3 separate regions of the Mus musculus genome follow, and regions 1 and 3 are each linked to region 2. The links are chromatin contacts, called in public promoter capture Hi-C maps. All regions are on one chromosome and are shown on one strand. Each heading gives the region's core, a stretch centred on a gene start, on an enhancer-like site or on the middle of the called end of the contact. The rest is flanking DNA. Distances are from core to core; before and after follow the strand shown.

The links. Promoter capture Hi-C pulls out the DNA fragments that hold promoters and counts their contacts.
Region 1: a contact with region 2 is called in a promoter capture Hi-C map of liver, with 2.4 times the contacts expected there. The contact joins the promoter of Cux1 here to the promoter of Srrt in region 2. A contact is called at or near these places in 2 of 39 promoter capture datasets (liver and neutrophils).
Region 3: a contact with region 2 is called in a promoter capture Hi-C map of pre-B cells, with 6 times the contacts expected there. The contact joins the promoter of Zscan21 here to the promoter of Srrt in region 2. A contact is called at or near these places in 4 of 39 promoter capture datasets (cranial neural crest, hippocampal neurons, liver and 1 more) and 2 of 115 datasets of contacts at active chromatin or transcription factors (astrocytes and pro-B cells).

What each region holds. Positions count from the first base shown.
Region 1 is chr5:136,566,108-136,569,872 of GRCm38.p6, reverse strand. Cux1 (cut-like homeobox 1) reads left to right here and starts at 2,383. Exons shown (of 23, transcript NM_001291234.1): 1 at 2,383-2,695. The coding sequence starts at 2,633.
Region 2 is chr5:137,306,159-137,310,156 of GRCm38.p6, reverse strand. Srrt (serrate RNA effector molecule homolog (Arabidopsis)) reads left to right here and starts at 2,483. Exons shown (of 20, transcript NM_031405.2): 1 at 2,483-2,733; 2 at 2,972-3,111. The coding sequence starts at 2,990. Trip6 (thyroid hormone receptor interactor 6) reads left to right here. Exons shown (of 9, transcript NM_011639.3): 9 at 1-258. The coding sequence ends at 114. It also overlaps the pseudogene Gm43013.
Region 3 is chr5:138,114,531-138,118,154 of GRCm38.p6, reverse strand. Zscan21 (zinc finger and SCAN domain containing 21) reads right to left here and starts at 1,250. Exons shown (of 5, transcript NM_011757.3): 1 at 1,148-1,250; 2 at 235-319.

The sequences.
Region 1 (3,765 bases), core at 1,134-3,633, 740 kb after region 2:
GTTCGTTTATGACTATACTTGTTCTAAACATCTTAAATGCGTTCTTTAAAATCTTGTCACAAGTCTTTGCATTATTATTTCATTCACTCAAGATAATTGTTGATTAGTGAATTATCTTTTGAAATGAGAACATTTTATTCCACTAGAGAAGTTATCTTAATTTTTTTTCTCCCCTCTTCCTGGCCGAGGGCAATAAAGTCTGTACAACCCCCAAACTCTGTTAGGAGAAATCTAAAATTTATTTAAATAAAGCTTAAGCTCTGGGCCTCCCAATGTCAGCCAGGTTAACATGCAAAAGTATAAACATAACTAGAAACGGAACAATTGTATTTAATACCCGTCAAACTTATATCTAAAATATTGCCATGGATTCAGAACTCTGAATTCCAACCAGATGTCTTTCCCCACTATTACACAGGTCATATATATTTCAGTTTTTAAAGTTCAAACCCAGGGGATCGACAGCATAATTAGATTGAGAACATCTGTGGTAAATCCATACCATTTCTCCGATCGTTCCCCACGAGAGGAAATTTGCTTGTTTTAATGCTCCTGCCCATTTTGTCTAGCCACCTTTAGGTCAAATTTTGCCGTTCTTGCTGGCCACCGCACAAACGTAGATGGCCTTTAAAATGCAAGATAGGGAGAAACGGGTAAGCTCTAGGAAGCTTTAGGTGGCAAAGGAATTGCTTCCCGCCTGGATCTCGGTCAGGGTGTGGCCAAGTACGAGGAGCTGGGGTGGGCACGAGCATTGGGGCAGTGGTGTGTGTGTGTGTGTGTGTGTGTGTGGGGGGGGGGGGTACCCTGAGGACCCGAGTGTCGGGGAGCCGCTGCCCTCTACTGGGCGGTGCGAATGGAGCTGCAGCACGGGCGCCCGCGCGTTCCGGCTCCGGCGCCTGACTCCCTTGCAGCTCGCGGTCACCCGAGGTCCGCAGTGTCCCGCCTGGCGCCGCGTCACGGCATCCAGACTTGAGGTTGGCTCTGCGCCTCCTGACGCCCGCGCGCTCCCACGCACCTGCTTCGGGTGGCTTCTGCCCCTCAAAGGCTGCGACTTGGGAGTGCAGCCCGGTCCCGACCGCTGCATGGACACAGAGGCTTTTGGGTGCAGTTGCAAGACCCGGGAACACTTGTATTCTTTAAATCTCGGGGGGACTTTCATTTCCAACCTCGTTCTCCAAAAATATCGATCTCACCGCAACCGAATAACGCTAAGCCCTCAAACTTGGCTCAGAGAGCAATTATTTTCTACTGTCATGTTTGGTGTTCCATACAGACGTTATTTACATATAATTTTCAAGATTAAGGAATTTAGGGATTTGTCTTAACTAATTACACGTTCACCGAAGTGCAGCAAAGTGAAAACACTGTGTTCCTACTGTAAACGCAAACTCTCTGGTGTGAATAAATCCATTAAAGATGACGATCCTGAAACGCGTGCTTTGGGTCTAGAAGGAAATGTAAAGAGAACTTCCTTCCCCCCACTCCCGGTTTAAATGTGAGCGTTTTTGTTTTTTTTTTTTTTTCTTCTTCAAAACTTAGGAACGAGCGCTCAGTTTCAAGTGCACTGCACGCTCTCAAACTTTCTGCCTGCAAAGACGGAGGCGCGGAGTTGTGTGAACCCCAGAGGAAGTTTCTGGGGTTGTGTCGCAGAAGCATGGTTGGGACAGAGTTGTGCTCCAAGACTTGCCCCAGTCCTGGCGGACGCTGGAGCGGCTCTGAAGGGTGGGGAGGCCGTCGCCACTCGCTGATGTGTCCCGGTGCAAGTTGGGGATTGCAACGGAATGTGTAGGACGTGAATGGGAGTCGCGGCGGCAGCAGCCGCAGGCTCCAAGGCTTGGTGGTCAACCCCCTCCGCCCCCTTTACCACGACACAATTGCACTTCCTTGAATATGAAACACTGTTCACGACCGCTGTGGTCTGGAGGTCCCCCAGCTGGAGCGCATAGGGGAGCGGAGTGAGGTCACCCGCAGCCCCGGCGCGCGGGCTGGCCGGTGGGGTCCCGACCGCCGGCTGTGCAGGTGGGCTCCGCTCGCTCCACCGCGCGCACCGTGCGAAAGAGCGCAGCGCCCGCGCCCCGCTGCCGCAGCGCAGCCCACTGTCCTCAGGCGCGCAGAGCGAGGGGCACCTTATCCTAAAGCGCTGGCCACCGGCGACCGCGACCTTCCCGGGGGCGGGGGTGTTGGGGAGGGAGGGCGCCCTTTAGGTGAGCTGCGGGGTCCGGAGGAGACCCCGCAGCGCCCCCTCGAGGCCGGGCCGCCGTAGGGTCGCAGCGCGGCCTGGGAGGGGGGCTTGTGGCGGGGCGCGCGGGAAAAAGGGTGAGGGGTCGCGAGGGCCCCGGATGCCCGCGCTCGGGCTGTGGAGAGAGAGCGCGGCGCGCGCGCGTCAAGGCTGCCGCCGCCGCCGCCGCCGCGTTTCCCTCAGGCTTCGGACTCCATGGCTGAGGCGGTGGCGGCGGCGGCGGCGGCAGCGGCGGCGGCGCCGTGAGGAGGAAGGAGTCCGCGTCCGCGGTGGCTGAGGCGGCGGCCGGCTCCAGGCCGGGTTTTGGCGCCCGCCCGCCTGCTGCCTCCTGGCGGCTCCTGAACTCCAGCCCCCTCTCTATCAGCCTCTCACTCCGTCTCAATATGTCTCAAGATGGCGGCCAATGTGGGATCGATGTTTCAATATTGGAAGCGCTTTGATTTACAGCAGCTGCAGGTCAGGCTTCTCGGCGCTCGGCCTCGCGCCCGGGGGGTGAGGGCTGCGGGCGGTCGCGGCCTCCCTCAGGAAGGAGGGTGACACTCCGGGCTGCCAGGGCCCTGGCGGGGGTGCTGAGGCGACGGGGGAAAGCAGGAGGGGGGTGCCGGGAGAAGAGCGGGGCCGAGTCGGCGGCGAGTCCCTCGGGCTCCCCGGCTCTCATTGATCACTCGGCTTGATCAGAAATTGATCCTCTTTGTTCAATTCATCGATCAGCCCAAGATGGCGCCGGAGCCGCCAGCCGCCACCAACATCTTTGCCCCCCGGTGTCTGCCCCCTTCAACCCCGGAGGGTGTCTTCCTCCCCACCATCATCGCCATCATCATCCTCATCGTCCTCTCCGCCGCCGCCGCCTACCCCGCGCGCTGTCGTTGTCGCGGGACCCTGGTGGAGAGGAGGGGGGAGCGGCGGTCCCCCCCCCCCACGGGGGCTCAGTGGGAACTCGCGCGCGCTAAAGAGGGGGACGCGCCACGGGGTGGCTCTGGAGGGGTGGCAGGGCTGCAAAGAAGGGGAGCTGCGGGACGCTAGTCCCCCTCGCGCCAGTCACGTCCTTCCTTCCCCCCGGCTCAGCCCCGTCGTATTCCCGGGGAAAGTTTGTGGGGAGTTGCTGGTGGGGGGTGAAGCGCCTGTCTCTCTCTCTCTCTCTCTTTCCTCTGTCTCCTGGAGGAGAGAGTCGCGGACCGCCGCCGCCGCCGCCGCCACTGCCCCGCCGGCGCGGCGGAGCTGGAGCTGGTGGCGCTGTGGTGCCGCCGGCTCCGGGGGAGGGTCAGATCGGCCACCGGCGGCTGGCGGCGGTGGCGGCGACGGCCAGGCTGGCGGGTGGCCCCTTGTCGTGAAGACGGCGGGTGGCTTGGAGCTCCTGGCTGCTCCTTGATCGTTCCCCTTGGGCCCAGCTGCCACCATTCCTCTTTCCACTACTCCCGTAAGGGATTGTCAACCGGTGTCGCCCCGGCCAGGGCACCGGCTACCCGGTGTGGCGGGTCCCTCCCCCACCCCGTTTGTTTACGTCCCGGGGCCAACCCGCAAGCCCC
Region 2 (3,998 bases), core at 1,234-3,733:
TCCTCTGAGGGAGAGTGTCAAGGCTGCTACCCGCTGGATGGGCACATCTTGTGCAAGGCTTGCAGCGCCTGGCGTATCCAAGAGCTCTCAGCCACTGTCACCACTGATTGTTGACTGCTCTGAGAAGTACCTGCTGGGATCTCAGCCCCCGTCCGTCCGTCCGTCACTTCCCCCAACATCTACCCTTAGTGTTTGCCATCAAATGCTGTCTTTTCTTCCTCTCTTCATGAAATAATAATCCCTGGAGCATTTAAAAGCACTTCCAAGTCTGTTCTTTATTGGAGTCTCACAGGATGAGGCTGGTGAAAGCTTGAACTCCAGCACTCAGGAGGCGGAGGCAGAGTGTGAGTTTGAGCCCAGCCTAGTTTACATACTAAGTTCCAGGACAGTGAGGGGCTACATAATGAGATCCTGCATATCTTTTATTAACTCTCATCCTGTACTATTGTTGTTGTTACATAAATTAACCTGTTTACTGTAGGCTAGGGATGTCTCAGATGATTGGATTTCTGCTGGTCTTTCAAGTCCTTCAGACTTCTGATGCCAGATACAACAGCAGAAGTGGTGTCGCAGATCTGGGCTGCACCAGCCACCACAGTGCCAGATGCCAGTGGCCTGTTTTCTTCATCTTGGTCTTGCTCCAGAAGGAACAAATATACCTGGTGTGCTCATCGATTTCAATTTTCCATGCCATTCTCCAGAGGGAGGCATCATCTCGGATCCTATGTTTACTTACGATGCTGACCTGCTCGGTGCATTTAGCCACAGTGCCGTGACATAGGCCAAATGTCAAACAGAGGTAGTTCTCTAAAGGACAAACTGTAAAGTATCCCAGGCTACCCTTGGTTTGAAACATTGCTAGATAGCTGAGGCTGTTCTCGAACCCGGGATCCCTCTGCCCTCATTTCTGCAGTGCTGGGGCTGCAGGAATGTGACACTGCACATGGCTACTTTTCTTGTGGGGGATGGAGGGTGCTGGGGATGGGCCAGAGACTCATATATGCTAAGCACATGCCCACCTGCTGAACAGCACCTTCAGTCTCCCTCTCTCCTTTCTTAGCTTATTTCTTCCTAAACCCAGGTCCTGTCATACGGTAGGCAAGCATTCTATCATTGAGCTGTACGACTCTCATTGCTTCCCTCCTCTTCCTCCTCTACTTCTTTCTTGAGACGGGGCCTTCTTTCTCTGTGTAGCCCTGCCTGGCTGGCCTGGAACTCCCTTTGTAGACTAGGTTGGCCTCCAACTCAGAGATCTGCCTGCCTCTGCCACCAGAGTGCTGGGATTAGAGGTGAGCGCCACCATGCTCCCATCTTCTTGAATTACGTGTGTATGAGCTGGTTGCAAGACTTAAATCCCAGTACTCAGGAGGCAGAGACAGGAAGATCTCTCAGTCTGAGGCCAACCTAGTCTACAAGGGGAGTTCCAGGCCAGCCATGGGGTACACAGAAACCTTGTTTTGGAACAAAATGATGAGTATATGTATCTGTGTATCAGTGTGTGGGTGTGTGTGCATCTGAGTGCAGTGCCCTTGCAGACCAGAAGAGGTGTCAGTTCCCTAGGCACTGGAGTTAACAGTCTGTGAGCAGCCAGCCACATGGGAGCTGGGACTCCAACTCTGATTTTCTGCAAGACCAGGAAGTGCTCTTACACACTGGACCGGCCTCTTTGGAAAATGTTTTTGAGAAAGGGTTTTAGAAAATTGTCAAGGCTGGCTTTGAACTCATTTTGCAACCCCTGAATTTGATTCTGCTTTGACTTACTGAGTAACTCGGGTTACGCCTGTGCCAACGTAACTGTCTGCTAAGTTTTTAAAATGCCCCCTTGTAAATACACCTTATTAGATGCTGGGATTTTTCATTCTTTTCTGGGAGCAAGACAGTGGCATGCTCCCTTGTTTAGCTTAGTATTCTATTCATGGAAAAGGGCTTACTGTTATCTTAGGGATTTCAACTGGAAACTAGTGGATCCTGGTGGTTGTTTCCAGACTGCAATGTAAAGACTCCCATTAAAGAACTGGGCATTAAGATCGAGGTTTACACTTTTGCATGAGTATTAGGCTCCTCTGTCCAAGACAAGCAGGAAGAACGCATTTTATAAGTAGCACATACTGTATTTTTTTGCAGGAGAAAATGGTGGGAGGAGATGCCTCTAAAATGGTTGCTTCTATGAATTATTCCCTAGACATCCATCGTCCCCAAACCCCTCGATAGCAAATCCGCCCTTGAGGAGGTCAAGAGGTGCCCCAGCCCAGGGCTATTGCAAAGCAACCTTTGGATGCAAACTAGCTCCTACCCAGGATACCTTACGGGAGTGACACTTAACTTCTCCAGTGCCCTCCTTTTCAAGTAGGCACGAGCACGTTCAGAAGGCCTGGCTTGGCCCAGCTCAACTTCCGTAGCTCCGAGAAGCTGGGGCGATTTTGTCGCAAAACCACGCGAGACTTCCGCGTCTCCACCCTCTTCCCGTCATTCTTTTAATCTCGGAGTTTTAGTTTGGTCCGGGGGTCTTGTTTTGTAGTTGGAGGCCGAGCTCCGGGAGTGACGTAGGACGCGCGCGCGCCTCCTTGCCCCCCCCCCCCCCCCGCGGTCCCGCTCTTCTCTTCCCCTTCGTCTCCGGGCTGAGAATCCCAGCGTCTCCTTCCAACCCTCTTTGTGGTCCATTGTCGCTCGTTCCGGTCCGCCCGGAAAACAAGCCCGCCGGCGCGCGCTTCCAACGGCCCCGACCGCTGCCAGGTGGGGGAGGGGAAGGAAAGGCCCGGGCGGCGGGATTGCGAGGAGAGGACCGTGCCCGGGGGCTTCGGGGGTGGACGAGGGGGAATCCGTGGGGACAGTGAAACTGTCGGAGCGATCGCCCTGCCCGGGATGGCAGGCCGGCCTCGGCGGGAGGGAGGCGGGCGTGCTGTCCCCGGGGGATTGTCCCTCCTCTGGTCCTTGTTCATCATCACCGTGTCTACCCGCCGCCGGGCCCCAGGCCTCCTCTGACAGCACCATGGGTGACAGTGATGATGAATACGACCGAAGACGCAGGGACAAATTTCGAAGAGAGCGCAGCGATTATGACCGTTCCCGGGAAAGGGATGAAAGACGGCGAGGGGACGATTGGAATGACCGGTGAGACAGTATTAACGTCCATACCCCGCCCCGTACAACCCTTCCGCGCCACAATTTTTCTTTTCGTTTCCTTTTTTGTCTTTACCTTACAAAATCTTATTAGGATGCAGTTTACCGTTGAGCCATTTCTGTAGTTTCAGTCTATTCACCGTTGGCTCAGATTTTGAGCTTTTAACCAAAGTGACGGTCAGTATTAGTGCTGGACAGGAGCTCCGCACAGCTGGTTGGACTGCATCTTCCGTGCAGGCTACATAGGGAGACACAATCTCAAATCCAAATATTAAGAAAGCACAAACTGACCAAAGTGAGATTGGCCCGAAACTCTTTAGGTAGCTCAAGATGACATTAAACTTCTGAATTAAGGAAGTATTCTACCACATCCTGTTTAAGAGTTTTTTGAAAGGATTTTTAAAACAGGTAATTGAGATAAGAAATGTGCAAGTGCATTTCTTCTTTTATATAATAAAACGTTCATGGGGGTTTGCTTACATTATGTCTATGCACCTCATTCGTTCCTGGTGCCCGAGGAGGCCAACAGAAGGCTTTAGATCCTCTGGGAAATGGGCAGGAAAGATGGTTGTGAATTGCTTTGTGGGTGCTGGGACTCAAAGCCTAGTCCTCCGCAAGAGGAGCCAACCAAGAGTGGTTAAAAGGAGTGCATTTAACTACTGAGCCAGCTCTCTACCTCTCTTCCTTTTTAAATCCAGAGGTGAAGTAAAAACAACAAAAACAAAGCCAGTTTAGTGAGTTAAGCGCCATAGCTCAACTTGAAAACAGATTTCTTTATTTTTAAAGATTTATTTGTTTGAGTGCTCAATTTGCATGTACATCTGCATGACAGAATAGGGCATCTGGTCCCTGTAGTTGTTGCTGGGATTTGAACTCAT
Region 3 (3,624 bases), core at 1-2,500, 810 kb before region 2:
CACACACACACACACACACACAGAGTAAAAAAATAAAAACCTAACTCTCGAAGTCTAGCAGCAGGCTTTTGGTCACTTCCCAATTTTTCCCTCCTTTATGCGAATTCTACAGTTTATAAGTCCCCCCCCCACACACACACACTCCCTTAATCAGCCTCAAATTCATTCTGTGCAAGACGAAGTGTAAACAAATCAAACTATCACAGATTGCATCAAATGAACAGCAATTATTACCTTGTAGTAGATAATGCCCTTAAGACACTCTGCACTTGGAAACTCCAAGCTGAAGTCGTGGTGGTGCATACCTGTAATTACAGCACTGAAGAGAACAGAGACAGGAGGATCACCAATTATACACCAGTGTAGGCCATACAGTAAGACCCCGTCTCAAACCGAGCAAACTAATTTTCAAAAAGCTTCCAGGCAGGCCAATAATTCTGAAGAGCATAACTACTGGGCAGATCTAGTAGCTCAGAGTGAGCCAAATTCTGCATCATTTCAATAGCCCTGAACCAATACTCAGTCTCTCTTCAGAAGCCTTCCACCACTTGAAAAACAATTTTCCTGTATTGATTTTGTTGTTGTTGTTCACAATTCTTTAAGTGTCCCCTTTCAACAGATTTCCAACTATGTCAGCCACCAAATAAATCAATCACCTTTCTATCCTATACGCGTTTTACAAACGATCGTCTAAAAATCTTTCCAGACTTGAGCAAATCCTTGTCCAGTGCGCACAAAGCCCACCGGGACCAATTCCCCGCCTGGACTGGACAAGACTCAAGACTGAGGAGATTCGGGTTTTCAGAGGTTTCTACACTTGGGCTTATTCTTAACAATTAGTTCTGAGTTTAGATCTCAGGGCTCTTGCTGGGGAAGAAAGAGGGCAGTTTCCGTCAGGTAACAGACAATAACGGAGAGACTAGAAATGCGATTCCGGAAGCAAAAGAATCAGGGTTTTGTTCCAGGGAGCCCTCGGGGGTGGAAAAGCCTTTCCTTAGAGCGGGCGCCGACGACGGCTGGGCGGGGCGCTCCTCCTCAATCTCCCAGAACCACCATGGAGGAACTCCCCGAACCAGAACCACAGTCGCTAAACCCGTCCCACCCTCTCGAAATCTTTTGGCCAACGCTCCCCGACCGCTAGGCTAACCTGGGACTCGCAGGCTCACCGTGACTCAGAACCGCTTTGGAGTCTGGAATCCTCACAGCGGCTGAACGACAGCACCACCGGAAGCGCGTCAGAGCCCCGCCCCTCTGGAGGGGGAGCAGCCGCCCCTCTAGGAATCCGAGCGTTGTCGGTATCCTGTTTCACCGGAGGCTGCGACTGTCCTGGTTGTGATCTGTTTCTCCCCCTATTTCTTTTTTTATTCTCATTCTCTCTTCCTACCCCCTCCCTTTTCTTTCTTTCGTTCATTCTTTTTTTGAGGGTGGGTGGTTTTTGGAGGGTTATGCGGCCCTGGCTGCCCTGAAACTCACTCAATAGACCAGGCTGGCCTCGAACTCAGGGATTTACTTGCCTCTGCCTCTCGAGTGCTGGGATTAAAAGCATGAGCCACCACTGCCTTGTTTTTGAGACAAACATGTCATTAGCCCTAGCTAGCCTGGAACTCTATGTATACCAGGCTGACCTCGAACTCTATAAACGATCCACTTGCCTCTAGATCAGTGAGTGAGTAAAGAGCTCATGCGTGAGGACCTACATTTGGATTTCCAGCACCACATAAAAAGACTATGGTACATCACATGCCTGTAATCCGAGTGCTGGGAGGACCCCTGCAGTCTGTTGTCTGGGCAGCCTAGCTCCAGATCAGTGACACCTTGTCTCAAAAACAAGGTAGAGAAGCAATTGAAGAAGACAGCTAACATTAACCTCTGGCCTTCACATGTTTGCAAACACACTGTGTACATGAGCACTGTAACAGTTAGGGTTCTCTAGAGTCACAGAACTAAGGGAATGTCTGTCTATACTGAGTGAATTTATTGTGATAACTTACAGTCTGTACCCCAGCAATGGTCCAAGAATCTAGTAGTTGCTCAGTCCCACGAAGCTAGGTGTTCCAGCTGGTCGTCTGTAGAAGTAGATTCCAACAGATGTGCTGGCAAGTAAGTGCAAGCAGCCGAAGAAGAGGGACTCTTCCTTCTTCCAATGTCCTTAAGCAAATCTCTAGCAGAAGGTGTGGCCCAGATTAAGTGTGTACCACCATGCCTGGCTCTTAGAACTCAGAGATCTCTTTGCCTTAGTTTCCTGGGCCTAAGTTTTTCTTTTTTGTTGTTCTTGTTTTGTTTTGTTTTTGTTTGTTTGTTTGTTTTTTGTTTTTTCAAGACAGAGTTTTTCTGTGTATCCCTGGCTGTCCTGGAACTCACTCTGTAGACCAGGCTGGCCTCGAACTAAGAAATCCACCTGCCTCTGCCTCCCAAGTGCTGGGATTAAAGGCATGAGCCACCATGCCCGGCATGGACCTAAGTTTCTCATGGCCACTATGCCTCAAGATCTCCATGCCAAGATCCAGGTCAGAATCTTCTTCCAGCCTCAAGATCTGGATCACAGGTGGATTGTAGTTCATTCCAGATAGAGTCAAGTTGACAACCAGGAATAGCCATTACAATCAAAAACACAGAGAACAATCTGCCTGAGTTCTTGTTTATGTATGAAGAAAGCAGTGTCTTGGCAGATCAGATCCAGTGTGTACTAGAGTGTAAATTGATAGCAAAGCTGAGACAAGATTTTGATTCTCTATTTGTGTATGCTTGTTCTACCACTATAGATTTTTCTTTCTGTGCTGGGGGAGGGGGGTAGAACCCAATGCCTTATGCAAGCTAGCACTTCTCTCCATCATCAAGTTATTTACCTAGCTCTGAAGACATTATATATATTAATAATTAGAGCTAGGTATGCCAGTACACAATCGTAGCCCCAGCACTTCCGAGTTGGAGGTTGGGTGATCAGGTATTTTAGGTTATGCTCAGTTACATAAATCCAGTTTGGCCTACATGAGACTCTGTTAAAAAAAAAAAAACAAACAAACTTAAAACCATGGCTGAAGTGATGGCTCAGTTGTTACCAGCACTGGCTGCTCTTCCCGAGGTCTCAAGTTCAATTCCCAGCAACCACACGGTGGCTCACAACCATCTGTAATGGGATCTGATTCCCTCTTCTGGTGTGTCTGAAGACAGAGCACTTACATACATAAAATAAATAAACAAACCTAAAAACTAAAGCAGATAAAAATATGAGGTATAACAATAAGTTGTTCATTCATATCATGTTAAATCAAGCAGTTTTATGATGGTCCGTTCTTTTTTTCCATTAATATAACCATGACCATATAACAAGAACGGAAACAAGGAGACATTAGTTGCTGTGATATACGAGTCACTATGATTTAGCACATGCGTTTCCTTTTCAGAAATAGTCTGATTTCCAATGAGTCCACTGAACAAATTCTTCTCAAGAATGTGCACTATATCAGATATGTATTATGACACAAAAGTTTACAAATGGCAAATACACAAATTGGGAGCTGGACAGATGGCTCAGTGGGCAAAGTGATTGACAAATAGATGAGTTACTTTTCTATTGATGTGATAAACCACCACAGCCAAGGTAGTTTACAGAAGGCAGGGTCT